Linked DNA regions of Mus musculus: regions 2, 3 and 4 are each linked to region 1. Evidence: chromatin contacts called from public HiCAR-type and promoter capture Hi-C data. All regions are on one chromosome and are shown on one strand. Each heading gives the region's core, a stretch centred on a gene start, on an enhancer-like site or on the middle of the called end of the contact. The rest is flanking DNA. Distances are from core to core; before and after follow the strand shown. Region 1 holds the start of Xrcc5 (X-ray repair complementing defective repair in Chinese hamster cells 5). Region 2 holds the start of Spag16 (sperm associated antigen 16). Region 3 holds the start of Usp37 (ubiquitin specific peptidase 37). Region 4 holds the start of Slc11a1 (solute carrier family 11 (proton-coupled divalent metal ion transporters), member 1).

The links. Promoter capture Hi-C pulls out the DNA fragments that hold promoters and counts their contacts. HiCAR-type assays count read pairs that join an accessible place to other places.
Region 2: a contact with region 1 is called in a HiCAR-type map of astrocytes, with 5 times the contacts expected there. The contact joins the promoter of Spag16 here to the promoter of Xrcc5 in region 1.
Region 3: a contact with region 1 is called in a promoter capture Hi-C map of pre-B cells, with 6 times the contacts expected there. The contact joins the promoter of Usp37 here to the promoter of Xrcc5 in region 1. A contact is called at or near these places in 2 of 39 promoter capture datasets (hippocampal neurons and pre-B cells) and 1 of 115 datasets of contacts at active chromatin or transcription factors (embryonic stem cells).
Region 4: a contact with region 1 is called in a HiCAR-type map of astrocytes, with 5 times the contacts expected there. The contact joins the promoter of Slc11a1 here to the promoter of Xrcc5 in region 1. A contact is called at or near these places in 1 of 39 promoter capture datasets (pre-B cells) and 1 of 115 datasets of contacts at active chromatin or transcription factors (astrocytes).

The regions. Positions count from the first base shown.
Region 1 is chr1:72,305,318-72,309,046 of GRCm38.p6, reverse strand. Xrcc5 (X-ray repair complementing defective repair in Chinese hamster cells 5) reads right to left here and starts at 1,626. Exons shown (of 21, transcript NM_009533.2): 1 at 1,480-1,626. The coding sequence starts at 1,500.
Region 2 is chr1:69,824,801-69,828,529 of GRCm38.p6, reverse strand. Spag16 (sperm associated antigen 16) reads right to left here and starts at 1,560. Exons shown (of 17, transcript NM_029160.3): 1 at 1,409-1,560. The coding sequence starts at 1,526.
Region 3 is chr1:74,504,157-74,507,885 of GRCm38.p6, reverse strand. Usp37 (ubiquitin specific peptidase 37) reads left to right here and starts at 2,065. Exons shown (of 24, transcript NM_001310662.1): 1 at 2,065-2,226. It overlaps Cnot9 (CCR4-NOT transcription complex, subunit 9), which reads right to left and starts at 1,826. Exons shown (of 8, transcript NM_021383.5): 1 at 1,425-1,826. The coding sequence starts at 1,448.
Region 4 is chr1:74,373,138-74,376,866 of GRCm38.p6, reverse strand. Slc11a1 (solute carrier family 11 (proton-coupled divalent metal ion transporters), member 1) reads right to left here and starts at 1,664. Exons shown (of 15, transcript NM_013612.2): 1 at 1,546-1,664; 2 at 1,016-1,149; 3 at 1-74. The coding sequence starts at 1,552.

The sequences.
Region 1 (3,729 bases), core at 377-2,876:
GGACCAGCTCCTATAGTGGGGGATGAGCCCCCAATTTTGACGTTTTTGCAACACTCAAAGGAAATACTAGTTTCCCTTAGTTCATAAAGAATGGAATCACATGACACTCTGAAATTTAACAGGTTTCAGAAACAACAACAACCTATCTTGGGATGAACATTAATAAACTACAGAATACCTTTGAGAGGAATTCAAATTACATCCCACAGTGATTCCTTCAGCATAAAAATCTTTTTTTTTTTTAAATGTAGGCATCACAAAATATGCTGGCTGTGTTCCTTTAATAGGCGGCCACAAATCTACTTTTAAAGTAGCAAACACTAAAAGACTGGGAGTCTTTTGTCAAGAATTAGAGATTCAGAGTAAGGCATCAAAGAGTTTGACAGTGTAAATTCTGGTCTGGAAGAATGGTTTATGATAATTTAAAGTCTTTGGAAGCAGTAAGAAAACCAGGGAAGACAAACTGGGAGGGTACTGCAGCTCTTCATTACCACACTGAAGCAATACAACCTGCTAGAATTTTATCAAGTACATCTGCCACAGTAAGTCCTTCACGGGAGCTACAAAGTTCTCAGCAACTGAAGGCAGAGGAACAAAGGAAGCGAGCAACATCATTATGGGTTCATAATTTCATCAAATTCCCAAATGGGGGTGGAGGAAAACAGAGCTCCGTTATTGAACCCCTATCTTGTTTGTATTAAACGAATGAATGGATCCTTGCCATTGCATCTCTCTCTAGTGATCAAAAACAACCTCTCTAAAGTTTACAGTAATTTCCATTATTAATCTAGGATTCTAAGATCATAGATTCTTAGAAATTGAGCATTCTGTTTTGCTTTTCTTTCAGAGCTCCGAATGAATTCCCATTCACATGTTACCACTCATGGAAAGGGTGACCACGTTCTAATCACTTCAGTTCTTCATGTCTTGCTTGGTTCTCCTACTGACAAGCTAAGGGTAATAATGGTCGTCTCACGGTTTGGTGTGAAGATTTAATTAAATAGGAATAAAGGGCTTAGTTGTGCCTCACACAGTAAGCTTTCAATAAATTCGAGATTTTTAAATTATTATGAAGGTCATAATATTACGTAATATTACACCTTGAGTTATTTCATTCACAGAATCACAAAACCCCTCTGAAGTTTTACGAGCCTGGCATGTAGGGGATCTATCCTCGATAACTTACAAAGATTTTTAGAACCCAGGTTCGGAAGCAATAAAGGACGTCTGTGTTAGCAGGTGGCGTGGATAGAAAGTAAACTGAAGCAACGAGGGAGGAGGGAAGGGTGAGAGGCTGGAGAAGCAGGAGGGAGGATTTCGGAAGCGTGAAGGTGCACAAGACTCAAATGCAGAACTCCGAACCCCAAGTCTTTCGTTTTGAGCATCCATCCTTCAGTGCTGACTCAGCTGCGATTCCCACAGCTTCCACCCTCTAGAGATCCCCGGCTTAGGAAAGGCAAAAGGCCCTGCTCTCGGTACCTTATTACCGGACCACGCCATGCTGGTCCTCAGGTGATTTGATTACTTTTTCCGGGCGGAAACCTAGAGTGTCGCAACTCAGTTCCGGGCAACCCACAGATCCAGACGTCCCGCGTGCAAGGCGGGGAAGCCATGGGCTCTGAGCATGCGCAGAATTCTCTCCCTGCCTCCTTAGGCAAGGCTTTGTTCTCTGAGCCGCTAAAAGCCAGTCAGTACTGGGCTGGAGAAATGGCTCTGCCGTCTAAGACATTTGTCATCAAGCCTGACGAGCCCATTCAAGCTCCAGGCACCCATATTGTGGAGAAAAAGAACCAATTCCACAAGTTGCCCTCTGATCTCCACGTGTCCCACACATCACAATAAGTAAATAAATAAATTTAAAATAACAAGTTTAATAGTAAAAAAGTAAATAGGGGGTTAAAGGGAAAGGGTCCCAGGTTAGGAATGTGTACTGTTTTCGCAAGGGTATTTCAAAGCCCAGCACCTACATCAGCCTTCCGCGGATCTGACGCCCTCTTCTGGCCTCCACTCAATGCACATACCCACATGCAGCCGCGTGCATACATGATTTTTAAAACTAAAAAAAAAATAATAATTGCTATTACTCAATTGATAATAATCCCTTTCGCTAGCAATTTGTATTGGCACTCTGGAGTTAAAAGTCCCCTGTGTAAGATGAATCCACGAAGTCACTTAACTCCTCTAAAGGCCTTCTAAATATGATACTAAAAAAAAAAAAACCATGAACACGATGACCTTAGATCAACGTCCAAAGAGAAGAGTGAGAGTTCACCGAGTTAAAAGAAAAAGATGGCTCACAACCATCTGTAATGGGATCTGATGCCCTCTTCTGGTGTGTCTGAAGACAGCTACAGTGTACTCACATATATTAAATAAATAAATAAATCTTTAAAAAGGAAGAAAAAGTAGGAAAGGCATTCAACTCTACAGACAAAGTGGTTAAAACACCTTAGCCTCTGGGAAGAATTTCCTACTACCCTGGCGTGTCTGTGGCTGGGAAAGATGCCCTTTTCTAGAGATGGAGGCTGTCAATTCCCGTGAGTGTTCACCACTCATTTGCAAGGAAATTGCCCTGCAGTTCTTCCCTTCTGATAACCCTTGCACAGAAACTGCCTGTTTTCTATACAAAAATGACTCACAAGCTGCAGGTGGTTGGACAAAAGGTCCAGAGACCTGGAAAATGTCTGCAAACCTCTGTTCAATGTGGGAAACGTTCAATCAGATTCTCTTTTGTTGAAAATGGTCCCAAGAAAACAGGCACTAAAATTGATATGATTTGGAGAATTTTTGAAGAAGCCTTCAGGGAATGAAGGTTTAAAAATCGAAGCTGATAGGGTTCGAGAGATGGCTCAACAGTTAAATACATTCGCTGCTCTTGAACAGGACTGGGGTTCAGTTCACATATTACAGCTCACGGCCATCAGTAACTCCTGTTCCAGAGGATCCCATACCCTCTTCTGGGTTCTGAGGACACCAGGCACCCATGTGATACACAAACCTACATACGGGCAAAACACTCATACACAGAAAATAAACAAATAAAAATTTTAAAATAAACACAGTGGTGTCTAGACAGACACTTCGCACCCAGAGGACTCTTCCATGCTTTTATTCAGACTAGAGAATTTTTTGAAACTGAAACGTTATTTCTAGTTATAGTTTTACTATGGTTCATCTTTAGAGTTACTAGGGCTTTACCACAGAGAATGTTTGCAAGCTGTGTCATAGTTCCATCTCGGATAGAGTCTCTCTTTTCTCTTCCTCTCTCCCTCTTCTCTTTTTCCCCCTCTCTCCCCTCCTCCTTCTCTCTCCCTCCCTCCATCCCTTCTGTTTCTTTTACTCCCTCGTTTCTACAGACACACACACACACACACACACACACACACACTTCCAATACAAGTCTGTTTCCTAGGAAAAATAAAAAGAGGTTCTAGTAGCTGTCCTTGTTTGCATCTACACAATCTTTATGGAAGTCTCAAGAACCACCCACTTCTAAGCAGTTAGAAGACCATGGTCCTGAAAATGCATGGAGTTTAAGCATTGCTTGCTCTAAAAAAAAGCTTCCTTTAATCCAGGGGGAAAGAACAAACATGATTAATGCAGCAGAGTTCCTGGCTACTATCCGAAGGAACTCTAGAGAACCAAAGTATGGCAAACACGGCTCTGGCAGGCCTTGCCCTTCTCTCTCATCTCCTCTACCTTACTAAAAGTCATTAGATTGTATTCCTA
Region 2 (3,729 bases), core at 311-2,810, 2.5 Mb after region 1:
GTTATCAATTGGTCTTATATTAATAACTAAACTATGCCCAGAGAAATCATTTCCATGACAAAAAATTTACAAATGTTTTGCTGGAATTCACTAGGAAGAACACTGGAAACCCTCATATTTGGTACAGATTAAATTAGACATAATAACATGATTTTTTTAAACTTTAAAGTGAACATTCTGAAACAGATTATAAAGATTCATTTATGACACTAAGGCAGCCCACATTTTTTCAAATTGATTTCAAGACTTAACTCCTATAAAAATAATTTTTATCCAATATAATACTACATATTTTCTGCTTAACTGAGCCTGTTAAAGCTCCCAAAATGAATCACTGCTGGATCTATGAGATCTTGAATTTAAAAACAAGATACTAAACCGGCCATGGTGGCGCATGCCTTTAATCCCAGCAGAAGCAGAGGCAGGCGGATTTCTGAGTTCGAGGCCAGCCTGGTCTACAAAGTAAGTTTCAGGACAGCTAGGGCTACACAGAGAAACCCTGTCTCAAAACAAAACAAAACAAAACACAACAAAACAAAAACAAAACCAATCCAAACAAAACAAACAAACAACAAAAACCCATACTATAACTATTCCAATAATAATAGTAATAGATTTTTTTACTGTCTTTAACATCTTTATAGATAGCCATTTTTCATTTATCTATTGTATGTATGTGGCTCTTATTTTCAAACACTGAGCATTAATCCAGAATTTCCTATCTAGAGAAGAGAAGGCTAAAGACTTACAAAAGAGTTAATGAACCTAATTATACATATAAAATTATTCGTTTTTTTTTTCTGGTACCTACATTCATAACTGCTCATCATGATCTGTTGCTTTTTTCCAAGCATTTGCCTGCTCATTCCACACACATTTATTAGCCCAATGTGGGGGGGGCGGCAGGGTATTACAGTGCTACCACTTAACAGCCAAAACCGAAAGAAACTACAGAGGAAGGTAGGCAACCCTATGGAGAGACCTGGTACAAGACCACAGGGTGCCCAAAGGTACATACAGATCTCCCTTAATATGTCAGTATCTGATGGAAGTTATTAAGAAGGTATGCTGAGGGTGTGTGTGTGTGTGTGTGTGTGTGTGTGTGTGTACCATTCATCAGAGAGTTGGAAGAGTTTTTGTGCCACCTTCATGCCAATTGCCTCCATCCTACAAGTCAGGGTGTAAATTACAAGGTCCTGGAAGGCTTCCCTACTCTGCTCATGACTGTAACCACAGATGAGCCTACACTCCTAAAATGGCTTCTGCTGGGACAGAGCTGGGCTGGCAAGGACTCCACCTGGAGGTCCCATGGACACTCCATCAATGGCGTCCACAGACGCCCCGACAGGAAGCCCCTACGCAGGCCCCGTCAGTCACCAGCCCGCCCGGGAGGCCACCAGAAGGATACGCTCCAGGTAGTAGGCGCCCTCGGAGGTCACCGCCTCTGTCACCTCGCCGGTGGGTGACAAGCCAATGCCCAGCTCCTCCAGCACCCGCAGCGGCGGGACCCCAGACGGAGCAGCCATGCTTGCAACTGCGCCCCTCGGTGCCCCTCCGACTGGCGTCGCGACTCTCGCGAGAACCCGGGACCCCTCACCCCGACCAGCGGGGCACCAAAAGGCCCCGGTCAAGCCCTCTGCGCGTCCGCAGTTACTACGGCAACGCGTTGCCTAGTTACCCCAGACGCCCCAGGAAGCTTGGACTGCAGACCTGAAGCCCAGAACCAGGGACTCATATTACATTTACACAAGCTACTTGTTTGGGTGTTTTTGTTTTCATTTTGTTTGCTTGCTTGCTTGCTTGCTTGCTTGCTTGCTTGCTTGCTTGCTTGCTTGCTTGCTTGCCTGCTTTAACGCCATTCTTTTCGGCTTCCTTTTTCTTCATTGCTTTCCTTTACTCTTTGTTTATCACATGCCAAAGTCGGTCCTCAATTTTTAGATGTGTAGAGAACCTCAAATATTTCTGGGGAAGGGAAGACTTAAGAAAAGGTGGGATACTTGTCTCTGTATTTCTAGAAGAAGTGGGGAAAGTTCTAGGAACCATTTTTGAGGAGCTCCTTAAACCCCTAGCAATGAAAAGTAGGGGTGCTCACCTTTATTACATCCTTTCTAGCAATCTTTTAATTCTTTTATGTGGACATCTGTTTGGACCGCGGCTTCCTACACACGGACTTGGAATAGTCCCAGTCGTATCAAATTATACCATTGATTTTTGCTGAGGTAAACTCACATCCATAAAAAATTATGAGCTACCTATGACCCTAACATAAAGTCTAATAGGTGATATTTGGGATAGGGCATGTAGTTAAGAACTAATGAGCTACCTCAGAGGGAAGGGAGCAGGGAAGAAGGGCAGGGAGGAGATGGAAAGGGGAAAGAGAAGGAATAGCGAGGAGGACAAGAAGGAGGGGGCAGGAGAGAACTGACTAATTTGTCCAATCATGTGTCTCATTGCTGTGATAGAAACTTCTGGTTTATATAGTGTATATACATAGGCATCATTAAGACCATCTTTCAGATTCTTTTTCTTTTTTAATTCTACATTCCTTAATGAACTCTGGTTGATAATTAAATAAAAGCTCACGTTTATTTAATTAAAAAAAAAATACTGGTAACTTCTAGAGGGGTGACTAAGAACCTGAAGGTTGGAATCCGTTTGCATTACTTCCTGTCTACAGCCACACCTAGGCCCGAGGATAATGTCACCTGCCTCAAGTGTTGTTATTAGCTATAAATCACCAGAGCATTAGCCACCTATTCAGAGCATACAGAGATAAGGAATATGAGCTGCTTCCATTACACTTGGTTTTGCGTCTTAGAATAAAGGTCACAATGGTATCTGAAGAGTTCAAGAGTTTGCTCACAGCAAACGTTCTGAGTGCCCATTCAATGCAAAGAAGCAAAAATACAGAAGAGGAATTCTGAAAATGGGGGATCCATTGGCTTACATCTGGCTTCATCTTTCAAATGGTTGACTGTAAACTGAACCCTGAAAAGTGGCCTGGGTGCGGAATGGTCAGGCACTGCTGATGCCTCAAAGGACAGGCAGAAACAAGAGACACATGGAGGACCATCCCTTGGAGCTTCTAATGTTTATTCTGTCGGCTACAAAGCCTGTTGTCTTTGAATGTAATGTATCATCTTCTACAAACAGGTTTATATTCTAGTGCTTACTAATTGTCTTACTTAAAGTTAGGCTCCTTGAACTACGGCTTTCGGTTCCCTTATAAAGACTTATAAGAGCCGCCTTACTATATATAAAATAATGGAAAAAAAATGGAAAGTAAAATATGTAAAGATTCTTATCATTTCCAGTACACCAGATATTTTCAATAAGTAATGTAAATAAAATATGCTTAAAATATTGTGACTGTGACAAGCCCAAATTTAATATTTTAAAGAGCTTAATATATAGGAATTGTTATTTAGTAAGGCATAATTCTTTTAGACATGGCCAGCGCTTGACATAAGAAATGGTTTGACAGAGTCCTGAAATACAAACTTCAGTCAGTATTAACTATGTGTGGTAGAGAAGTCAGAGATGTTTATTCAAAGGTGTGCAAATGGAAAAGAGATATTTTACACACATGCATCAAAATATATATATATATATATATGTATGTATGTCCATTATGTCAAGCTTCCAAATGACCAAGATAGAAACTGAGTTGCTAATCTATTTACTTCCACGTAGTAGATTTCAAATTTTAAACTCACCCAAGATGTATTA
Region 3 (3,729 bases), core at 816-3,315, 2.2 Mb before region 1:
ATCAAATATTCTCCTATAATTAATATCTCTACCCATCTTTTTAAAAATGTTTTCTGAGATAGTCTTATTAAATTGCCAGGCTGGTCTTGAACTTGTGATCTGCCTGTCTGAGCTGATATTACAGAGGTGCTGCCACCACCCTCTGGAGGATGTTTTTCTTTTCTTTTTGGTCAGGATATCACTATGCTATCATGGTGGCCTGAACTTTCCATATAGACCAGGCTGGCCTCAAAATTCACAGAAATCCCAAGCACGGCTGTCCTAAATATTTCTTTTTATACTTGAAGTTAAGGTAGTTTTTCATATTTTATTTAGTCATTATGTTACGTTGTCTCATAATGTAATCTAAATACATTATTTTCCTGATAGCATTTCCCCTTGGTGAAACAAAGTGAAACTGGCCTTTGGAAGTGTCTTTAAACTATGCTGCTTCCAGTATGGTTGTGAGTGTAGCCATTCAGTCAGCATTATTTGAGTGCTTACCTTACTGTAGTAGGAACTGTCCCAGTGGTGGGGAAAACAAGTGAACAGGCCTCACCAAATACTTGCCCCTGACTTACAGAGTACAGACAACCCACAAGTAAAAGTAAAATAAAATATAAAAGTCTAGTAATTAAACCGTGGGATCGGTGCTCTATATGAGAAAATGTTGGGGTTACAAGCTACTATGAATATGGTCGGAAAAAGTCACTCTGAGGTAAACTTGTGTGTATGTATGGAGGCAGAGTCCTAAGAAAGACATTCCAGGTAGAGAATATGTAACAGAAAAGTTCATATACTTCTTGGTCGGAGCTTAGGGAGCAAGTGACAAAAACCAAGCCCATAAACGTGACTAAGGACCACATCATACAGGGCTTGTAGGCCAGGGAAGGAGTCTACTTTCTCTAAATTTAACCGAAAGCCATAGTACGACTCTAGGGAGGTATAATACATGATTTGCTTTTCTTGTTAAAAGATAAAACGCGAGGCGTGAGGAAGTCTTTCCTCATGCAAAAAGCAAGTGGCTTGAGCTAGAAGCCCATTTCCGAACCACTGAGATGTGCCTAGGCGAGGAAGTCTAGGATCACGGGACCAGAGCGAATGGCCGTGGCAGTATCCTCATCCCCGCCGACGCCCAGCATTCACAACCCGCGTCCAGATAAACTGACGCCAGGCGCAAAGGAATCAATGAATGGCCTGCTGGGGCAGCGCGGGGCGCGGGACCAGGCCTTGGCGCTGGCAAACAACGCGAGAGGCCGCGCGCCAGGCCAGGAGAGGGGGCGGGAGGGGATGAGAGGGAACAGCGGGGGTCCGGCTCCGCCACGGTCGGCGTGTGGAGACCCCCAGACCTTGCGACTAGGGGCAGGAGCAGCTGGACTCAGGGCCCGGATCTGGGAGCTAGAAAACAGGCTGAGACGGACATCCGAGCGGGAGCAACCACTCACCGCTGCCGTTGCCAGGCTGTGCATGTTTGGAGCGGCCGCCGCACTCCTCCTCCCGCCGGACGCACCGGACCCGCGTCCCAGCTTCAGCGGCTCTGATGCCCAAGATGAAGTGCCGCCATCCGCCTCCGCCTCGCTCCGCCCCCTTCGCGGGCCTTTGACCTCTCACCTCTGACCCTCCGCCCACCCAGCCCTTTCCCGCCTCCCGGACCTCGGCCTAGCAAATAATCTCAAAGTATGTTCTTTGAACCTTCAGATTCGGGATCAAAATGACGTCTGCAAACTACTGGCCCTCGTATCCCCACAGCATCGCAGGTAAATCCTTTGAGAGACGTGAACTCTGACTTTCTCCCGAAGGCCAGACAAGGGCGGGAAAAGGCCAGCAGGCTTGGAAGGACACGAATTGCGCATGCTCAAGCGGTTGCGCGTGAGGAAAATGGTAGGAGGGCCAAAGTTGGTAAAGTGGACGGTGCGCATGTGTATTACAGTGTCGTCACGGCGGGGGCGGGGCCGCCCGGGTTAGGGGCTGGGCATGGTGAGGGGCAGAGCGAATGCTTGAGGGGCGGGACTTGCGCGCTTACGCGCACGCGCCTGGACTGGTTGCGTCGAGAGTGCGTGCGTCCGTACGTGTTTGCGTGTAGTCATAGTTCCCGCCATCAGCGGGTTTAGGTGTGCTAGGAGAGAGACCGGCCTCGCTCTCTGGGGCTAGTAGAGCCCCTTCCTTCCGAGCCTTTCGGCTCCACCCCCTCCGCGGGAACTTTGTGCTTCCGGCAAGCTTGTCCGGAGCTGGGACCCTCTAGCGCAGGTAAGACGAGCCGGGACAGCTTCTGAATTGAGCCGTTTTCCCCGGCACCCCCACCCCACCCCTGCGGTCCGCCCACTCGGCGTCCACTTCAGAGTTCTCCCGGCTGCTGCTTAGCCCGCCCCGGGTCCTTGGATACCCAATGCCTTACAGGTGCCCCGTTCGAGTGTTGCCCCCTTTACTTCTCCTTTAACGCGTCCGTGTTGTCACTTGCTTTCTGCATTCTAAATCTGGCCTCTCTTCACCAAGGTTCAGGTGGTCTCAGCGTACCTCCCTGCAAGGCCTGCTGTCTTTACAGGTGACTTTGTTGCCACATATCCATTAAAACCTTGACTGCGATATTCACACGCCCGCTTGACCATTCTTTACTTTCCTACTCCTCTTAGACATTACTCGCTGAAAGGGAGTGTAATTTTTGTCGTGCCTTTGGTTGCTACCCATATCTAGCCAGGACACTGACGGTGTCTATTGAACCAATTTTAAATCAAAATCTGGAGAAAAATAAAAAGGTAATAAAGTTCCGTGTCGTTGGAGAGTTGTACTGTAGTGTTTTTCAGATATTCCTTTGGCGAGTTAACAGTACCTGATGAGTCTATAGTTGAAAGAACTAATCTAAGAGGGAATGTTAAGGGGGCATTTTGGTTTATTGTGTTAAGTATTAGAGGAGGCTTCTGGGCCAGACAGATAGGCTCTAGTGTGTTTGTATGATGTTTGTCATTTGTCATGTTAATATTTGGGTGAATATTCAAAAGAATAGTGTTGCATACTGGCAAAAGGAAAAGGAGGGACTGAAGACCCAAGGACAGATGTAATCAGTTGGTAAGAAATTTTGTCAGGGTAAATGATTTGGTTTTGGACTGGGGTTCTCCCCTGTTGTACTTCCATTTCTCTCTAAGCTTTAAATTCTGCTATATGTTGATAACTTGAGATTTTCTTATTTTCAGCTCCATATTCAAATAGCCAACTGTCTGCTTAACATCTCAGCTTGATTTTTTCTCCCCTTAGGAATTTCAAATATGATACCTTTAAAAACTGGAGTCAATCTGTCTCTTGTACCCAAATTCTCTCCTTTCCAGTGTCCACTACACCACAAGCGGCATGCATGTCCATTTTGATGACACATAGCCATTTGTTCAGTGACACTGGGTAGAAGCTTGAGAAGCAGTCTTGATTTCTTCATCCTATGTGTTCATATCCTTTCCAAGTTCTGTTTTACTTCTAATATATGTTTTGCATTTATTTCTGACCTTCTTCACTTTGACTTTTCTAATTCAAACCACAGTTCTTTTTCATAGGGACTTGATCTCCCTTATTCCTATTCTCACCTGTAGAATAGGAGTAAGAGTTCTTAGCTTACCTGGGTAATGGGAGGCAGGGGCAGATGGATCTCCGAGTTCAAGACCAGCTTGGACTACAGAGTGAGTTCCAGGATAGCTGGGGTTGGGGGGGTGGCGGTACACAGAAAAACCCGTCTCTAAAAACAAATAAACAAAAGTTCTCACCTTA
Region 4 (3,729 bases), core at 415-2,914, 2.1 Mb before region 1:
GGGTCAAGGAAAGCGATGCTCATGAGGAAACCAGGCCCCGTGAACGCCCACAGCTTCCTCAGGCTGAATGTACCCTGGGGGTGCAAGCAGATCGGGTCATGTTAGCTCCTGGATGGATGCAGCTGGCCTTGACCATCCCCTCAGCTAAAAACTCAGCAGGTATCTTCTTCAGTCAGGCTGGCCAGCCCTGTCCTCCATCACCCACCCAATGCCACCGCTGCCCGTCCCCCGAGGGACCAGGGCCATTTGCTGAGTCACTATGGCTCTGCTTTCTGGGTTGGTCCTGTTCAGCAGCAGCCTCTGCAGCTGGCCAGCACATGACCTGTCTGCCTCTTTCAGGCTTCTCAGAGTCCCAAGAGGGGGACCTTGTTGTAATTAAACCTCCCTGTTACAGCTCTTCCCTCCCCAGACCCTTCTCATACTTCAGGCTCTTCTCTCTGGGGACCACTGAGGTCTCAGTCACTCAACTCTATTTCAGGGTTTGGCCCGACAGCCTAGGAATCTGCTTAGAGTGTGGCAATGGGGACCGAGAAGGGGCTCAGAGGCTAAGGCCACCAAACTTGGAACCCACGTAGTAGAAGTGAGCTGACTCTCACAAGTTGTCCTCTGACCTCCACGCGCATGCTCTATAATGGACACAGCTACACATGCACTCGCAAATACGGGCAAATAAACAGAAGTAACTAAATAAATAAATGTGATACATTATAAAAAGAAACATTGTGGCAAAGCTGGATGGCAGCATGCCAGAACCAGGCTGATGCTCGCCTTTATCCCTGCACAAGTCCCTAAGTGATCGCTTCTTTTAGCATCAACATAGTATCTAGGCTCTTTACCCCTGTGGAAAAGCTAAGGTCTTCTTGAGAACCATTTGATTTGTTTTTCCCAAATAAGTACAGAGCACCTCCTTTAATCACTGTCAAGGTCACAGATGGTGCCCCCCTCCCCAGCCTTTAAGGTCGTGGAGGATCCGGTAGGACCTGGGAAGCACTGAGGACATTCCTACCATCCCTACCTGGTCTGCGCTGGGAATGGGGATCTTCTCACTCAGGTAGGTCTCCCGGCAAGGCGCTGGCTGAGGTGCTGGGCCAGGCAGGCTGGAAATGGAGCCATAACTGGGCCTGCTCAGCCTCGGGGGGCTCTTGTCACCTGTCAGGGACCCCAGGATGCTAGGTGGGTGTGTGCTTCTTTCAAGAGCCTGGGATTCAAGCCACCTGCCTCCTCCCACGACCTCGACCTCCGCTCCCCGCAACTGGCAGGTCCACCTATGTGCCAAGCAGAGGTTTCCAAGAATCACTTCCCTCCCAGTGAGCACAGAACTTCTCCAATCCAAATCCCCTGAGTCAGGAGATTTGTGAGACAGGAGGCCCCTCGCTCAGCTGCTTGACCCCCATGCTCTGTCTCCTCCACCAGGTTTAATCCACAGAAGTGCCTGACTGAAGTGCCTCTGGCAGAGCTGAGCCCCCACAGAGACCCTAAATCTTCCTTGCCCCCTCAAGTCACCCCCACTGGAATCCCATTAGGTCCCTGGAGGCCACCACTCACTAATCATGAGGACGCAGGCGGCAGGATACTCTGTGTGTGGTCACCAGGCCTGGCAACTAGCTCCTCAATCTGTCCCCTTCTGTGGGTGCTGGTCCGAGTGAGTAAGAGTGGGAACCCACGCCCTTCCCATCCCCTCCAGACCTCATCTCCACATCACTGAGGGCATGCTCACAATTTCACACACTTGGCGTTTCGAAACACTCACCAAAGGCAGAAGTGACCAGTTGTGGCGGAAGGGGGTGGTAACCCACAGTTTTGACCTTCGTTCCTCTCCTGGATACCCTATGTTCCATAATAAGTCTGGCCCCATTCCAGACACTCCAGATTCTTTGCTTCCAAAATTACCTCCGATTTCTGGTCCTTCCTGCCATTTGGGTATTAATGTTTAATATCTCATGGCAGCTACACACGCACACACACACACACACACACACACACACACACACACACACACACACACACACATACACAGACCTGTCAGGTCTTTCATCTCAGTCTGGAGTTCAAGGGGCATTGTTGACCTAATGGGAAGATGGGAGGGAGGTGAAAATTCCTTCTGCCTGTGGACCTGTGAGGGTCTCACTCAGATAGCATGGGTGAATGTGGTGTGCATATCAAAGCACGAACTCCTGGGTATTTACCCCAGAGAAATTAAACATATGTCCAAACAAAAACCTCCACATGATGTTTACAGCAATGTTTTTTGCAATAATCAGAAGCTGGAATTATCTGAGCTGTCCATCAACAGGTAAGTGGATACATATGACGGACAGAGAAATCTTCAGGAAATCATAGTGAATGAGAAGTTCATCATCTGCCTGGGCTGCAGGCTGAGTTTAAGTCTAAACAACTTAGTGAAACCCTGCAAAGTAAAACCAGTCGTAAGGACGTCGTTTAGTGGGCGAATGATGTGTGCTCAGGTTTGTTTTGTTGTTGTTTTTTTTTAAGTCACTTTTAAAAGCTTATGTATTATTTCAAATTGGTAGCCAGAGTCTACGGCAGGAGAATTGTGTGTTCCGGGTGAGCCTTGCACATACCAGGCAAGTGCTCTACCATTGACCTGTAGTTTCAGCTCTTGATTTTTCAAGACAGGCTTTATGTAGCCCAGGCTGGCTCAGACTCTCAGTCCTCCTGACTCTGCACCTGAATGCAGAGATTATAGATACATGTCATACCTGCCGTGTGTGTGTGTGTGTGTGTGTGTGTGTGTGTGTGTGTGTGTGTGTGTGTGCTGTGTGCGTGCGCGTGCATGAGCACTGTGAGTCCTGGGGATGATGGGTGTGTGGGTCCATGTGCTCTATGCATGTGAGTGTGTGGTGCCTGTTTATATACGGTGCTAAGGATTAGACCTCTGTTCCTCATCCTTGCAAAGCAAATGCTCGGATGCACTGAGCCATCTCTCCAGCTTGTTGTTCCATTTAAACAAACTTATTTTTAAAGATTTATTTTATATATATGAGTACACTGTGCTGTAGCTGTCTTCAGACATACCAGAAGAAGCCATCAGATCTGGTTACAGATGGTTGTGAGCCACCATGTGGTTGCTGGGAATTGAACTCAGGACCTCTGGAAAAGCAGTCAGTGCTCTTAAGAAACGGCTGAGCTGTTTCTCCAGCCCTAAATAGTACTTTTGCAATGGCAACATTCTAGAAGCAAAGATCAGATTTGTGGTTACCCCAGGCTAGGGATAGGTCAGGTAGATAGGTGATGGATGTGGTTATAAATGTGACTTGGAGGAGCCCTGTGCTGTTGAGATGTGGTAAGTAAGGATGTGGTAAGTAAGGAAACCACATGGGAACCGACTGAACAGGACTTAATATACCCATGTGTCCGTGCACCCTTCCACAGATAGTGCATCTGTGAGGAAGTGAGGACATTACATAATGATCCATGACGTTGGATCAATGTGAGTATTCCAACTATAGTAAAAGTAGAAATGCAAACAGACATTGGAAGACCCGTTCCTAGCAATTATTCACATTAGCCAAGGCATGGAAACCAGCCACATATCTGTCAACACATGGATAAATACAATATAGTATAGACATGCCACGGAATGTCACTTGGGATTAAAACATCATGGAATTCTGATGCATGAGGTAATATAGAAACCCCTTATAAACATCGTGCTGGATTGGGTATGGTAGCCCATGCCTGCCTGCAGTCCTGGCACTTGGGAAGGTG